2 separate regions of the Sus scrofa genome follow, and region 2 is linked to region 1. Evidence: chromatin contacts called from public targeted proximity ligation data. All regions are on one chromosome and are shown on one strand. The core of a region is the stretch at or near the end of the contact, and the rest is flanking DNA. Distances in the headings are between cores, read along the strand shown. Region 1 has its middle 23 kb from the start of PLXNC1. Region 2 overlaps CRADD (death domain-containing protein CRADD).

Region 1 (3,175 bases), core at 340-2,839:
CACAGGTGTTAACTAATGACTAAATCATTTAAATTAGTTCATTTAATTGAACTCATAGGAAGCCCTCATTCCATTCAGTGATGGGCAGAACGCAAGCATGGTCTCCATCCTATCCTGAAGAACTGCTTTTATAAATAAGAAGGAAACATTTTTTAAAATCAAGATGAAAGAAAGGAACAGCCATTTGCACTCCCAGAAACAACGTTTTCCTGCAGGTGTCCGGTGGAGCTCCGTCCAGCAGCTCCGTGATACGACCCGCCAAGGGTGCCAAGAACTGAACCTTGACGAATGTCCGTTTGTCATTTGTGCCCGAGGCAAGATGCTGCGAACAAGGGCTCCTCCCTGTTGTATCTGTTACTCCGGAGCGGGACACTTTGTACCATTCACTTTATACAATCGAGTCCCACCTCCCTGGATGCTCGCAGTCGCTCCATTCCAGCGCTCCCGTGGGCACACGTCTAAGGAGAGTCTTCTCCTGGACTCAGCCCTCAAGTGTTCTAGATGAAAATGCCCCCTCCCCTCAGGTCCGAAGCCTGGCTCCACTACCTGCTGCTTCGTACCCAAAGCAGGGGCTTGTGATTCAATCACAGAAAAAAAAACACCAGCCTGAGTGAGCAAGAAAACAGCAGGAGCCCAAGGACTCCTGTGAACAAAGAGACTGATTGTTTTCATGCAAAGTGTTTTTAGTAGTAGGGAGATAACAGGCAAATGAAATATGAAAGATAGGCAGAGATTTTTTTCTTAAACCAATGGAAGGGGCGGGAGCTCTTTAATCAAACCAGAGCACATCTTTTAACCGTGAACTTGGACTCATCCAGTTCCCACAGTTCTTATCAGGTAGAAAAGAATCTCTGCTCTGACTCCTCTTCCCCCACCCTCTTCCAGTCCGGCACAATCACGTCTCTTTCTGCTTCCCGAGCGTTCCGTCTTAGCCTTGTCTGAAACAGCCTGTTTTGAAATGTTAGGGCTTCCTAATGATGAGACGTTTATCACCAGAGAGTGATTGTAAGCGGTAGATAGAATGAGCAATATTAACTCTACTAGTTGTCTCTTTATTTTAACACACTTAGAGAAAACTATGTCTAGCACGTCAAACTTAGGATTTTATTATAGGCTACGGCAGCCTCAGTTTTAAAAAGCCAGTTAATATAGAGCCAATAAACAGAAAAGTATTAAATAAATCATGATTCGAGTGGTATGCAAATGGAGTAAAAGCTGCAAAGTGGTACATACATGTATGACGGTTGGAAAACGTGAGTGGGAATTCTGCCGCACATCCAAGGCAGTTCCTGGGGAAGGGCCAGAAACAGCCTTGGTTCATACTTAGATGTAGACATTTGCATTTCTTTCTGAATCCTCAGTTAGTCTTTATAGTTCTGAATCTCAGGACCCCAAGTCTGGGGTCTGAGGTCTCAAGCTGGTAGACTTTGTCTCCAGCAGGCGGAGTGCATTGTTTTACAATCAGGACATCTCATGTGACATGCAGGTTTCCTGTTCTCTCTACAAACTGGAAGGTCTAGCATGCTGGGTCTCCATCTCTGCCCAGCAGTAATCAGGTGACCACAGGCCCCGGGTGTCACTACTCTCTGATGCAAGGCACTGTGGGTACACTTGTGTGACCAGGGCCACCGCAAGGATCAGGGTAGAAAGAGGGTTCCTCTTCTGGGAGGTTCCTCTTCCCCTGCTTCTCAATCTTCTCTCTCTTCCCCATCGATCCCTCCCCACCCCCCACACACTGACTCATAAATGCATCTCCAGGAAAAGAAAACAAGGGTAAAATTTCTGTCTTCTCCCACTCCTTCCCCATGGCTATACTTGCTTGAAGGGTGGCCCCAATTCCCTAATAATTCCTAGGCTGATTATTTATTCTGTCTTAGCCATTTGAGTAGCAGAAGATCTTTTGAAACCACTCTACATGTTATTTTTGTGTAGCATGTGAGCCGGGAGTCAAAACTGAATTTTCCTTCTACGTGGTACATCGTGAGAAAAAGGACCCATGATTCGGAACCAGAGGGGCTGAGTTCATGTCCTAATTCTTCTCATGTCTTGGCCTTGTGATCGTAGGCAAATCACTTAACTTCGTTATACCTCAATCTCCTCATCTGTAAAATGGGGATAATTGTACCTATTGCAGGGGATTTTTATAAAGATTAAATGAATGAATATATATGAAGTGCTTAGAAAAGAGCCTAGTGCCTAGTAAAGGTTGTGAAAAAATGTAATCTATTATATGAGTACGTCTTCCATCCTATGAACTACTACTGGGATAAGATTTAACTCTGCACCCTAGATATGATAATATTAGCCCTATTCCTTTTATCAAGCAGCTCTTTACTGCTGCCGTATAAGTGTCAGGCATCACGTTGAGCTTTGGAGATACAAAATATGAGCTAGTGTCCTTGCCCTTCAAGGAGCTTCCTATCCCTAGTGGATTTGGAGTTTAAGGTAAAGCTCAACAAACATCATATGACAAATGTTTAAATAAATGAAAGGTTAAGTGAAGAAATACCATATGACAACTGTTTAAATATGTAGGAGCCTTATGGAGAAGAAAGAATTGAATTATTCTAGACTCAGTCTACAAGAATCAGTCTCCAAAGAGTTACAGGCAAATTGGTGTTTTGAATTTATGGCTAGAAGAATAGGAGCCAGAGGAAGCTGGTGGGGGCTTTCACAAGAAAATGACCAAGGGTATGTGGGCTACACAAATACACAGACACACACACACACACATACACACACAACACACCATGTTTAGAGGGAACACATGCTGAAACATGTGACTGGGCTAAAATAAATGGTTCAGAGCCAGCCCTGCTTCCACCTCCCCACCCACCCACCCACCCACACCCAGAATGAGCAGGGACTAAGAATTCAGGCAAGCCCAAAAACCTATAGTGCTGGGACAGCACCTGAGGCTTGATCCCTAATCAGTTTCTGGCCGTTGGCATACAGATTTCTGATGGCATGATGCCTGCTGGGGGCACAGCATTGGCCTCAGAAACCAACAGGGACACAGAGCTGGAACTTCATCATGATGACTTCATCAAGGTCTCATACCCGTGTGGCGAAAGAATTCTGGTCTAAAAGCGAAGCGTGGCAGAATTTGGCTTAAACTTTGTCTTCGGTTCAGCTGGGATGTGAGATCTGGGAGAAGAGAGAATTCTAGCACCTC
Region 2 (3,175 bases), core at 443-2,942, 370 kb before region 1:
CTAGAACGGATGATTAAAAGGATGGTTTGTGAATGCTTAGAGCAGTGTTGTTTGGTAGGAAACTGGGGCACCCTTAGAGAAAAGAGGCTTGGCAAAATCAATTGTTTTTTTTTTTTTTCAGGTCACCACGTAGTTTGGTGGCTGAATTGAGGCGAGAATAAACACCCCCTGATTCTGTTCCCGCAGGGTTTTCAAACTGGGATTTTAGAGTTCTTCCATTTCTATATGCAATAAAATCTTTTTTAATATATTTTTATTTTGAGGCTACATTGGAAAAATAAGGCCACTTTTGCAGAGAGTCTCTCAGTTGGGAAACACCGACCCCTGGAGGTTCGAGGATGTGGTCTCAGGGGTCGTGAGATTTGACTCCCCTCCCCACTCCTTTGAAAGCGGTCAAGACACTTGGCACTGTGATGTTTGCCAGCTTTCCTGGGTACCCAAACAGCGCCTGTGGCCCGTCTAAGGAAACAGCACGCTCTTCCATCAGCCCTGTGGTGTCCTGTACAGCAGCGTCCAGCGCTCGTGGCTGTTGCACAGCGCGAAGGTGACTGCTCCACACCCATGTGTCCCGCGGCGGGAAATGCAGCCCGGATTTCAAAGACTTAGTACCCCAAACGTGAACTATTTGCGATTGTTTACTTTGAGCATCTCTTGAAGTGGTAATATGTTTGGTCTAATCTAAAATGTATTATTGAAATTAATTTCACCTCATTTTTCTTTTTAAAAATGTGGCTGCTGGATCACTAGAAAACTTAAACTTCTGTATGCGGCTTGCGTTATTGGACGGCGCTGCCTTAGAACCCGGCGCCTCTCTCAGGAAGAAGTGGTGAGGAAGTGGGGGCACGTCCGTGTGCAGGCGAGGTGACAGGACAGCTCCCCAACCGTTGGGCTGGTTCTCATTCGTAAAAGAGATTCTCCGTGTTGCGTGTCTCTCAGAAGGTGGAAGGAAGACAAATGGATAGAAATGTTAGGTGCATATAAGAAAGACCTTTCTTTTTTCTTTTTTTGTCTTTTTGCCATTTCTTGGGCCGCTCCTTTGGCATATGGAGGTTCCCAGGCTAGGGGTCCAATCGGAGCTGTAGCCACCGGCCTACAACAGAGCCACAGCAACGCGGGATCCGAGCCGCGTCTGCAACCTACACCACAGCTCATGGCAACACCGGATCCTTAACCCACTGAGCAAGGGCAGGGATCGAACCCAAAACCTCAAGGTTCCTAGTTGGATTCATTAACCGCTGCGCCACGATGGGAACTCCAAAGACCTTTCTAAAACAGTTGTCCGAGTAGGTGTGGGCTCCTTCTAGAGCCAGTGCACCTCTCATCATTATGCTTTATTCAAGCAGAGGCTAGATAGCTGCTTAATAGGTCATTTAGAGAGAGCTCAGGGGGGTTCAAATGAATTCCCCTTCCAGTCCTGAGATTCTGATCCTGAAATGAAATCCGGCCGAGGGCTGGTTGTCTAGAAGTTTGACATGGATGGAGTCTGTGGGCAGGAGAAGAAACAGAGTTTCCTTCACTCTTTGTGTCCTTTTCCTTTAAACTTTCATGTGACTGTTTTTTGAGGAGCTTGGCTTGGTTACAGAAAAACGTTTGCTTCTCTAAGCCCAGTGAATCTGCTGAGCACTGCGTCAGTCTGGCGTCTGCTTGCCAACAAGTCAAGCAAGCAAACGAAACCCACCAAACTGACAAGGGCAGAGTAAGGAGAGGCGTTTTACTCTTATCACAAGAAGTCCGGAGGTCAGCTGCTTCTGGCTTAAAGGCATCAGGGCACGTCTCTGTGCTTGGCTTTTCTTCTCCTGGCGGTTGGCACGGTGGCTGCAGCTCCCAACACTGCATGTGTAGGGCCAGGAGGTAGGGAAAGGGGCAGCCCCCCCTGCATGTGCCACTTCTCTCCGGAAAAGCAGTAGATGCCCCGGCAGTCGCCAGCACACTTCCGCTTTTGTTTCGTGGGCTGAAACGTTCGTAGGGCTTCTCCTTGTTGCAAGTGAAGGTTTGTTCTTTCAGCCTCTGGGCTGGAGACAGTGCAGGAGAGGGAGGTTGGGAAGGGCGATCATGGGAGCTCAGAGAGCAGGGTCTGCCCAAGGTTAGTCTCAGGTGTGACACAGAGGGCGCCACGCCCCGATCACATTCAAGTGCTTTGGAGTCAAAAGTTCCTAGGGTCCCCTCTTTTCCTTTTCAAAATTCTTTCACCAGGTGGTTTTAGTTGCCACGGGTGGGTTTTGCCTAGGTTGAGTTTTATTAAACAACATCTTTTTAGAGATGAGAACGCTGAGGACCCAAGAGGTTCGCATCTTTGATTCTTACCTAAGTGACTTGTAGGGTAGGACCGAGGCTTCTCACTTGCCCTCCCCCTCGCCGATTCAGTAGCAGGGAGAACACATCCTCCGGATAGGATAGGGCACACTGGACAAAATGGGCACTGTCATGGATCTTTTTTCATTCTTTTTAGGGCCGCACCCGCGCCATGTGGAAGTTCCTGGGCTAGGGGTCACATTGGGGTTGCAGTTGCCAGCCTATTCCACAGCCTTAGCAGCAACGGATCTGAGGCACATCTGTGACCTATACTGCAGCTTTCGGCAAGGCCAGATCCTTAAACCACGGAGCAAGGCCAGGGGCTGAACCTACATCCTCACAGAGACGGTGTCGGACTCTTAACCTGCTGAACCACAACGGAAACTCCACTATCTTGGATCTTTCTATTTATTTATTTTTTTTGTCTTTTTAGGGCCGCACTGTTTTTAGGGCATATGGTAGTTCCCAGGCTAGGGGCTGAATCAGAGCTGTAGCCGCCAGCCTACGCCACAGCCGCAGCAGCTTGTAGGGCCAGATGCGGCCAGATCTGAGCTGCATCTACGACCTACACCACAGCTCACGGCAACGCCAGATCCTTAACCCACTGAGCGAGGCCAGGAATTGAACCTGCATCCTCCTCATGGATACTAGTCAGATTTGTTTCCGCTGAGCCATGATAGGAACTCCTATCTCAGGTCTTTTTTAATGTAGATTTGGACATTTTGCTTATACTACAAAAGAATTTTAAGTAAATGAAGGTAACATGTATGATAAGGACCCGTCTTACAATTTTTACATTTTTCTCTCCCTTAAAGTGTTGTATTTCCCTATCAGTGTTCCCTGTGCTTCTGTTTTTAAATCAGTGGCCCATTATGGGTATCAG

What was found.
Region 2: a targeted proximity ligation map of alveolar macrophages shows a contact between it and region 1. A contact is called at or near these places in 1 of 47 Hi-C or Micro-C datasets (epiblast stem cells) and 1 of 2 datasets of targeted methods (alveolar macrophages).

Annotation. Positions count from the first base shown.
Region 1 is chr5:89,077,230-89,080,404 of Sscrofa11.1, reverse strand. No RefSeq gene overlaps it. Among named protein-coding and RNA genes, the nearest start is that of PLXNC1, 23 kb to the right of the region's middle.
Region 2 is chr5:89,443,423-89,446,597 of Sscrofa11.1, reverse strand. The region is part of intron 2 of CRADD (death domain-containing protein CRADD); the gene reads left to right. Among named protein-coding and RNA genes, the nearest start is that of CRADD, 35 kb to the left of the region's middle.